Regions from separate parts of the Pan troglodytes genome. Here region 1 is linked to region 2. A link is a contact called in public HiChIP or PLAC-seq data. All regions are on one chromosome and are shown on one strand. The core of a region is the stretch at or near the end of the contact, and the rest is flanking DNA. Distances in the headings are between cores, read along the strand shown. Region 1 overlaps C3H3orf80 (chromosome 3 C3orf80 homolog). Region 2 has its middle 50 kb from the start of IL12A.

What was found. HiChIP or PLAC-seq counts read pairs in DNA pulled down with a chosen protein or histone mark.
Region 1: an H3K4me3 HiChIP or PLAC-seq map of stem cell-derived excitatory neurons shows a contact between it and region 2, with 5 times the contacts expected there. The contact joins two enhancer-like sites. A contact is called at or near these places in 3 of 7 Hi-C or Micro-C datasets (induced pluripotent stem cells and stem cell-derived neural progenitor cells) and 1 of 1 datasets of contacts at active chromatin or transcription factors (stem cell-derived excitatory neurons).

Annotation. Positions count from the first base shown.
Region 1 is chr2:163,397,652-163,402,359 of NHGRI_mPanTro3-v2.0_pri, forward strand. It overlaps C3H3orf80 (chromosome 3 C3orf80 homolog), which reads left to right. Exons shown (of 1, transcript XM_003310072.5): 1 at 1-4,703. The coding sequence starts at 2,117. The coding sequence ends at 2,860. Among named protein-coding and RNA genes, the nearest start is that of C3H3orf80, 7.2 kb to the left of the region's middle. Within about 2 kb of position 2,265, at least 13 of the 24 cell types and tissues checked have an H3K27ac peak or open chromatin away from gene starts, as enhancers often do. A contact at or near this core is called in stem cell-derived excitatory neurons, where this site is marked.
Region 2 is chr2:163,213,570-163,217,733 of NHGRI_mPanTro3-v2.0_pri, forward strand. No RefSeq gene overlaps it. Among named protein-coding and RNA genes, the nearest start is that of IL12A, 50 kb to the left of the region's middle. Within about 2 kb of position 2,807, at least 6 of the 24 cell types and tissues checked have an H3K27ac peak or open chromatin away from gene starts, as enhancers often do. A contact at or near this core is called in stem cell-derived excitatory neurons, where this site is marked.

The sequences.
Region 1 (4,708 bases), core at 1,015-3,514, 180 kb after region 2:
CACTTTAGGAGGCCGAGGTGAATGGATCACTTGAGGTCAGGAGTTCAAAAACCAGCCCAGCCAACATGGCGCAACCGCATCTCTACTAAAAATACAAAAATTAGCCGGGTGTAGTGGTGCACGCCTGTAATCCCAGCTACTCAGGAGGCTGAGGCAGGAGAATCACTTGAACCCAGGAGGCAGAGGTTGCAGTGAGCCAAGACTGTGCCACTGCACTCAAGCCCAAGTGACAGAGTGAGATTCTAAAAAAAAAAAAAAAAAAAAAAATTCACTGTATTAAAATGAATCATTTTCATCCTATGATTTTACTACAATTTGAAATCCATTGTCAATCAGGCTTTGCAAAATAGGTAATATGCCTCCCTATAAAGAGCTCATAACAAATGTGGCTTTTTAAGAACCTGGGAAAAAAGGGACCTGTGCTCAAGTAAGCGTTACATACCATATCATATCTTGTCTCCGTAACACTTAGAAGCTTCTCTGTGAGTAGAAAGGATCATTTTAGAGTGTGAGGCAAAGTAAGGTGTTCACAGCAACAGATATGTTTAAAATGTTTCATTTAGGCTGAGCAATGACCTGTCTCAATCAAACCACCATTGCCAACCTTCTTGTTCCATCATCACTTTGTTACGGAGACATACGATGACTTACTCAGGGAGAAATCTTTGCTTTTATCTGATCCTCGGTTGAATCTTGTCTGCATATTGTTCCTTTGCTTTTACCGTTTTTCTCTCTGTGACTATGGAATTTTCCCTTTGGTTTCTCTTCAAGGGGTCCTCGTGTTTAAGGGGTGAGGGAATGATTGTCTACTGCAGTCTGCCTTAACAAAAGTGGCAAGCTCTTGGCTTCCCCGTGGTATGGCTCTATCCACCACGGGGGTAGAGCTTAACTACACCATGTAGATGTGCCTGCCAGTCAGGGACCGCGGTAACTGTCGCCCCTTACGTGTGCTGTGTGCCCTACCGGGCTTCCCCAGAGAATGGTGACAACCAAGGCAAGGTAAACCCTGTTCCATGTTAACTGGGAGCGTAGACTTCCTTTAAAGTCAAACTTTGCGAACAAGAATAATCTTGAAAAAGACCGTTTAGGCGCAAATCAATGCTCAAGAACGTTGCCAATCACTTGTAACCTCCTTAGACATTTCACCGATGTGTTATTTATGCTCAAGGAGGGGTCTCCTTTCAGCCCGGCAACCCAAATCTTTGCTCTGTGCTTCGGACTCAGTGGGGGCTTGTCGGATGAGCCACTGGGAAAATATGCGTCCCCTCACTTCTCCTTAATCAACTAAGGTCACCTTGACAGAGCGCTTCCCTGTCCCTCTGGGGCTACCTCTGTGGTACCCTGACCTGTCCCTCTACGAGAAATTCTCTACCTGTTCTGGAGGTTTCCTGGGAATCCCGGGTTCCTAGCTCCCTGGACCTGCCTGCAAGCAGAAATATCCGCCGGTCTCCACCCCCCACCCCCAAACTCTGGGACAGCAGTGGGTACTGCACTAGCCATTAATGGCCATCATCTATTTTTAATCGGAAGATCACAAGAAAGATGGTAAGCGAATCCCAGTCGCAAGTCAATTTAAATAACATTCCTGGGGAAATCCAATCATTTAAAACGGAGACACCTACGCGAGCGAGAGCCCCCGCCCGTCTGGCGGGCCTAAGCGCGAAGGCTGAATTAATCAAGATCAAGGGGCTCCCGGGCTGAGAGCAGAGCGTTAACCCTTCCAGTCCCAGAGAGCGACAAGGCGAGGGAGGAAAAACGCGGCCGGCCGGGGCCAAGATGCCCATGGCAGCCCCGCGCGGGCTGCCTCTGCCATTTAGGGAGGCTCCGGAAGCCTTGCACCCGGCCCGGGCGGTTGGGCGCGAGAGGTTAAGGTCAGAAGCTCGGGAAGCTGCTTGGGCCGCGAGTAGCAGCCGCCTCCCGCAGCCTCCGCGCGCCGCGGGCTCCTCCTCCCGCCCAAGCGTGGCCAAGTGAGGACTGCTCCGGCCGCAGGTAGCTGAGGCGCGGGAGGCGGCGCGCGCGGGACCCGAGCGGAGCGCCGGGGAGGGGCCGACGGACGCGAGGGCGGACGGACTCCCCAGCCTCCCGTCCCGGACGTTAGCCGAGGTCTGCGCGGGCCATGTGGGGACCCGGGGTCACTGCCGAGGGCCTGTCGGTGGCTCCGGCGCCGCCGCCTCTGCTGCCGCTGCTGCTACTGCTGGCGCTGGCGCTGGTGGCGCCCTCGCGGGGCGGCGGGGGCTGCGCTGAGCTGGCGTGCGGCGAGCGGGAGCGCTGCTGCGACGCGACCAACGCCACGGCGGTGCGCTGCTGCAAGCTGCCGCTGCACGCCTTCCTGGACAACGTGGGCTGGTTCGTCCGAAAGCTCTCCGGGCTACTCATCCTGCTGGTGCTCTTCGCCATCGGCTATTTCCTGCAGCGCATCATCTGCCCCAGTCCACGCAGGTACCCGCGCGGCCAGGCGCGCCCGGGACAGCGGCCCGGGCCTCCGGGGGGCGCCGGACCGCTGGGGGGCGCGGGGCCGCCCGACGACGACGACGACTCGCCCGCTCTGCTGCGCGACGAGGCGGCAGCCGGCTCTCAGGACTCACTGCTGGACAGTGGCGGCGGCGGCCGGGGCCGGGGAGGCGGCGGGCGCTCGGACCCCTCCTGCGCCTCAGAGCACGAGATGCGTGTAGTGTCGCCGGTCTTCCTGCAGCTGCCCAGCTACGAGGAGGTCAAGTATCTGCCCACCTACGAGGAGTCCATGCGGCTGCAGCAGCTCAGCCCCGGGGAGGTCGTGCTGCCAGTGTCGGTGCTTGGCCGCCCTCGAGGCGGGGTCGCCGCGGAGCCCGACGGCGGCGAGGGCCGCTACCCCCTTATCTGAGCGCTGGGGGATCGGCTGCTGGTGCAGGGCTGGGGGCTGCGGGTGGCAAGCAACGGCCGGGGTGCCGCCGCCAACTGCCTCAGACCTTATCTGGCACCCTGGCCTAACTGCCCGGCACCCCGCGACTGGGTTGGGGTCACTCGTCTCCCTCGCGTTCTCCCGGGATCTTATGTTTCTCTGCGTTTCATTCCGTTCAAAGAAACGTGGGGCACGCGCGGCGGGTGCGGCGGCAGCAGGCGACCCTCCAGCGCACCTTCGAAGGACGTCCCTGCCCTCTGCCTTGCCTCGTATTGTGGTTCACTAGTAAGTGCCTGCTTCCCTAGTCAAAGAGAACACGTGAGCCCTTTGGTGCGTCGAGAGAAGGGCGGTCTTCTTTAGGGCTGAAGGGAAAGGACCGCAGTTCCACTCCTTTCCCTACCTGCCGCCTGGACAGGTCTCCCAGGGTGGGCAGAGGGCGAGGAGCCGTTGAGGACCAGCCGCGACCGGGGACTGCTGCACGTGGGTGTGGGAGAGCGCCACTTGGTTATGATGAAATCGCTGCCATGCGGCAGACCCCCCAAAATCCCTCAGTGTCTTCCTGATCGAGCAAATAGTCACAGCTGGTGTTTCACAATTAGGTGGAGTGCGGGGAGTGGGCTAGGGGGGACACCTGTGATACAAGGTTAGCTGCTGTACCTACTCAGGGAACAGCAACCATGTATATCCATTCGGCTGGACTTTTGATTGTTCAATAACTGAGAAGGTATTTATATTTATTTGTCTTTTATTCTAATATTTTTACCATGCATTGAACGCAACAGGAGGGTATTTCAGCAAATTCACGACAAGGTAATCGTCTTATCACTTTTTGTAGGCCATTAATGGTCAGGAAATTGCCCATACTCTGTCATTATTGTTTAATAATTCATTAAATTATTTCATTAAAAAAGAAAAACAGGTATGGTCAAACGAGGAAGTATATGTGACATAAAAAACATGAAGGATATCTTATTTTCACTATTTGAGAAGAATATATTTTATTTTTAGTACTGTGGCATAATATATAACTTTTTATAATAATAACTGTATGCATTATGTAGTATAGCTTTTAATTGTATCATTCATCACATAGTTATATGTAAAAATAATTGACATGTATATGCCATACCATGAAGCATATGATGTTGTGCACTTTCTCCTCCGTTTTTCATTTGGAATACATTCCACAACATGATCCAAAACATAAGAACTTACGACTTGTAACTTTCGTTTAAAGCCATTAATTGTGCAGTAATGTGCTACAGAAGGATTCAATCAGCTTCTCTTAAGAAACAAGTGTCATTGTATCAGTTTCCTGTTCTGTGACATGCCCTTTAAAAGTAAAAGATAATATAACATATTTTAATACATTGTGTGTAATGTACATATGCATATTGTCCATGTACTATATACACATTGTTTATAATATTGTTATTACAGTTTGTCATTCACCTGAAAGGAGAAGGAAAAATACGAAAGGTTTCTCTGCTTGGGAAAAGGTGAATGTTGTTATATCAAGAACGATTACACACGTGGATCTCATACATGTTTTTAGAACATTGTTCTTCTGATTGAAGGAGTCTGATGCTCCTGAAAAATCTTAAAATATCTGACTTGTATTGAAGAAAATTATTTAATTAAATTTTTAAAGGCTGGTTGAAAAAGTCTGACAGTTCTGAGAATTTTTTAAATGTCTGAATTGTAATAAAAGAAAATGGTTTACTTTAAACTTCTAAAAACTAATGACCTTGTGACTAAAGAAAAATCATTTGAAGTGTATTAAAAAATAGCAAAACATTAAAATCTTTTCTCTGTGCAAATTTTATCAGA
Region 2 (4,164 bases), core at 1,557-4,056:
CATGTCACTCTGGTACTTGAGACCGAGACCGGACTGGTAACATAAGCCTTCTGGGCCTTCCGGGGCCCTGAAGCATGGATCACGGGGACCACTGGTTGGCGCCAGAGATGCTCAACCAGCAAAGAGGGGAAGGGAGAAAGCAGAGCCCAGGGAGGGCTGGAGGGGATCGTTCCTGGTGTTGATCCAGAAAACCACAGGGTTCCTTGTCTTGGTTTTCAACAACTTCTCTTTCTGTGTGTGTGTGGATGGATGTAGCACATTGTTATAACCAAGCTCAAAACAATGCAAAACTTTGATTATATATGTTGTTACCATGGTTAACAAATGTATTCTTCCATCTGAGAATCCTCAGTAGTACAGAGAGAGGTTTTGCATTTAGAATTCTATTTAGACTTTTTATTCCTTGAAACATCAAAAGTACATAAACACCCCAAAAGGTTATATCAGAAGTCAAAGCATTATGATCTCTCTGGATGCTTTTCAGACATGGTGGGTGAGCGTTCTGAATCCCACCCCCGCCCCCAACGCCCCCCAGCTGCCACCCGGCCAGCTTTGCCTGGAGAGCTACTGAGATTTTCCACTATCTAGTCTTGGGATGCTGAAGCCTCAAGAGGTTAGGAATGAATGCAATTCTCACCCACTTGACAATGTTGGTATGCAAGCTTTGGTTGCTTTGGTTGGTATGAGACCACCTCATCCTATTGGAGAAGTTATTTTCTTGTCTTTCACCATGGAATCATTTACTTTTGTGGTGGGGGAGGAATGCTACTCAGAGATTTCAAAGAATGAAGGAAAAACTTCCTTATATTCTTCTTCTTCTCCTTATTCTTCTTTTTTCTTTTAGTAGAGACACGGTTTTGTCCTCCAGGTTGCAGCACAGTGGCAAATTATGCTCACTGTACCCTGGAACTCCTGGGCTCAAGGAGTCCTCAAGCCTCCCAAGCAGCTAGGAGCACAAGTGCATGTCACTTCTTAAAGGAGACTTGCCACAGAGAATAATGGGCCACACTGGCTTTTGTTACTTGGTAAAATGATTTTGTTGGTCCATATAGATACTGCTACTCTACGGAGCAACAAAACCATTTCACCAATTAAATTAACCACCTAGCATCATGCATGTGGTGATTAACAACTTGGATATATTTTGCTTAAGCTATTTGAAGAATCCCTAAGTTATGGATAAAGGGAAGAAAAATAAACCTGCCTTTTGACACTGCTCATGTATCTTCTTTGTATCATTATTTACTTACAAGCCTTTTTTTTTTTTTTTTGAGACAGTGTTGCTCTGTCTGAAGTACAGTGGTGTGATCTCGGCTCACTGCAACCTCCGCCTGCCGGGTTCAAGAGATTCTCCTGCCTCAACCTTCCTAGTAGCTAGGATTACAGGCGCCTGCCACCACGCCTGGCTAATTTTTGTATTTTTAGTAGAGATGGGGTTTCGCCATGTTGGCCAGGCTGGTCTCGAGCTCCTGACCTCAGGTGATCTGCCTGCCTTGGCCTCCCAAAATGTTGGGATTACAGGTGTGAACCACCGCGCCCAGCCACAAGTCGTATTTTAAAGCGTCCTATTCCTTAGTTATAATTCCCTTGACTTTTAGCAACAGTTGGTTTTGACCCCAGCTCCCTGGTGCCTGGACCTCCAGATCCACCCTGGAGCCCACAGGTGGATTTACATCTAATATGTTACAATCCTGATGTAAATCCCCAGGAGGAAGCCTGGCGTTAGCCACCCTTACTCTGCACAGTGCTATCCTTGCTATTGCTTTCATCTCTGGCAGGAGTTTCCTTTTCACAAAGGAGAAGGCTCTATGCATTTATAGCAGTGTTTTATTTTCCAGCAAGCTTAGAAATCTACAAGATGGTTCCGCTGCTTATAAATACTGCCGCAGAGAGGGGCTTGGACTAGTTCTAGAGTGCTAAATTTTTCCTTAGCCATGGAAGTCACTTGTGAAAGGAAATCTTACCTGGAACCTGCATTGGACAAGCATTCAAAAGTAGGGATGATCTGGTGGGGCCATTGATGGGAGAGGATTTTGAGGAGTTACTGAGGACCCCTGTGGGACCCCTGACCTGCTTCTGGCAGGGCAGCTTGGAAACCAGCAGATGAGGTGACTGCTTGCGTCTCTTGAAGCTGTGGTCCAGGAGTGTGTTTCTAAGACATTTGCAACCTAATGGGAAGTAAACCACTTTCCCATCAGCTGTGGTATGTTTTGTAGTAACCACATAATCCCAAACCAAAGATATTTAAATTATTTTAAATCAAGAGGCTTGTGAATTTTGGATTTCCCTCATTACAAGCCATGTATAATTATTTTAAGCCAAACAAACGTGATGTTTAACTTTTTAACTTTTTTTTTTTTTTTTTTTTTTTGTATTTTGGAATCATTTTCTTTTCAAAGACTAAGGACTTTCTTGTTTATTCCTAGATTAGAAACAGAGCCAGGGAAGAGGGGGTACTGAAAGGGCATAGCCTGTCCTGTTGGCGGGGCCGTGGGACCCGGCCGCCCTTTCTCCTCCGTGGCTCCCCAGCCAGGAGGCTGCGCTTACCTGCTCCGCACGACCTCTGCGGCTTGGGGGCTCTCAGCTCTGTCGCTGCGGGGCTCCAGGCTGGTGCTTGTGCTGAGAATGACTGCGGGAGGGGCTCGCGTGCCCAGCACTGCACCGCGAGGCGACCAACCGCTGACATGTGGGGCGATTGGGTGGACAGGAAGACTCGGCGAGCTTTTGTAGCCGCGGGTAGGGACAGCCTGGGCTCCCTGAACCAAGCGCGCGTGGGCGGCGACCCCGTCCCTGTGCACCGACCCGCCAGCGCGCAGCCTGGTGAGAGCACTTGTGCGCCTTGGGATCGCCTGGGCTGCTTCTTGGCGCTCTGCCTAGGGGGAACCTGCTTGGTGACAACAGGGCTGGAGCTTCTCTGAAGCCGAAGGGTGCTATGCTTTGAATGGGTGTCCCTCAAAACTCATGCGAAAATTCAACCCGTATTTGAGGTGTAGCCTTCAGGAGGTTAGTAGGTTTGAGGACTCAGCACTTGTGAATGTCTCAGTGTTCTTGTAAAAGAGCTTGAGGGAGGGAGTTTGGTCTCTTTTGTGCTTCTGCTCTTTGCCACCTGAGGAGGCTTCACCTTGAGCTTGGACTTCCCAGACTTCAGAAGCTGTGAGAAATAAATTCCTGGTTTTGTTGTTCTTGTTGTTTTGTTTTTTACAAATTACCCAGTCTTGGGTATTTTGTTATTACAGATAAAAAGACTGAGACAAAGGGCCAGCACCATTCTGGACAGGACAGAGAGCTCCTGTCACCCCAATTGGAGGTGGACACTCCTGCGGCTGGACTTTTCTCACTTGGGGACCACAAGGCCCACAGGCGTTCCCTGATTCACTTCTTGGGATCTGTAAATCCCCTGAAATACTATGCCAGGTTTTACATCTAAATGCAAGTGCCTGGAATGAGAGACAAAAGCTTTTATCCAATTCAACATCTGTGACACCCTCCACTGCCCACTCCCCACCTCCACCCCCACCCCCCCAACCCCCGCCAAGCTTGTAAAAATGATGGATTAAACCAATAGTACCCAAACTTGGCTGCACATTGATCACCCAGGGAGTTTTTAAAAGCTGGAAGCCCGAGTGGAAGCCCAGATCACTTAACTCAGTGGGATGGGACCCCAACCATTAGTGTTTTGAAAGATTCACAGGTGATTCCATTGCATAGGAAAGTGTGGGCACCACTGCCCTCACTGAACACTACATGCTTTTACATTTTTTCAGCTAGATTGTTTGCTTCTCTGCCTTTTTCATGAGGTGGTGGGTGTCACAGTATCTAGCCCAGCTCTGAGACACACTGCATATTTGCTCCATGAAGGAGGCAAAGGCAGATCACAGGATAGGTCATCTAACTTGCAGGCCCCTCGTTGCTGTGTCCAAAATTCTCCCTGGGCTGAAATACCACTGACTTCATGGAAATGGCTTCGTGTAATGTTAGAAGCTAAGGAGGATAATGAGTCATTACTCCCTGATGGGACATCTGTCTTTTAGCCTCTCCAGAATGCACCTGCCTGTGTCACTGTGGCTCAGAGGTCTGGGATGGCATTTGGGTAAGCACCATTAGAGTCATAACCCCTGTGGTTCCAACACCCGTGAGTCCAGCACTGGGATGGATACCTTATAT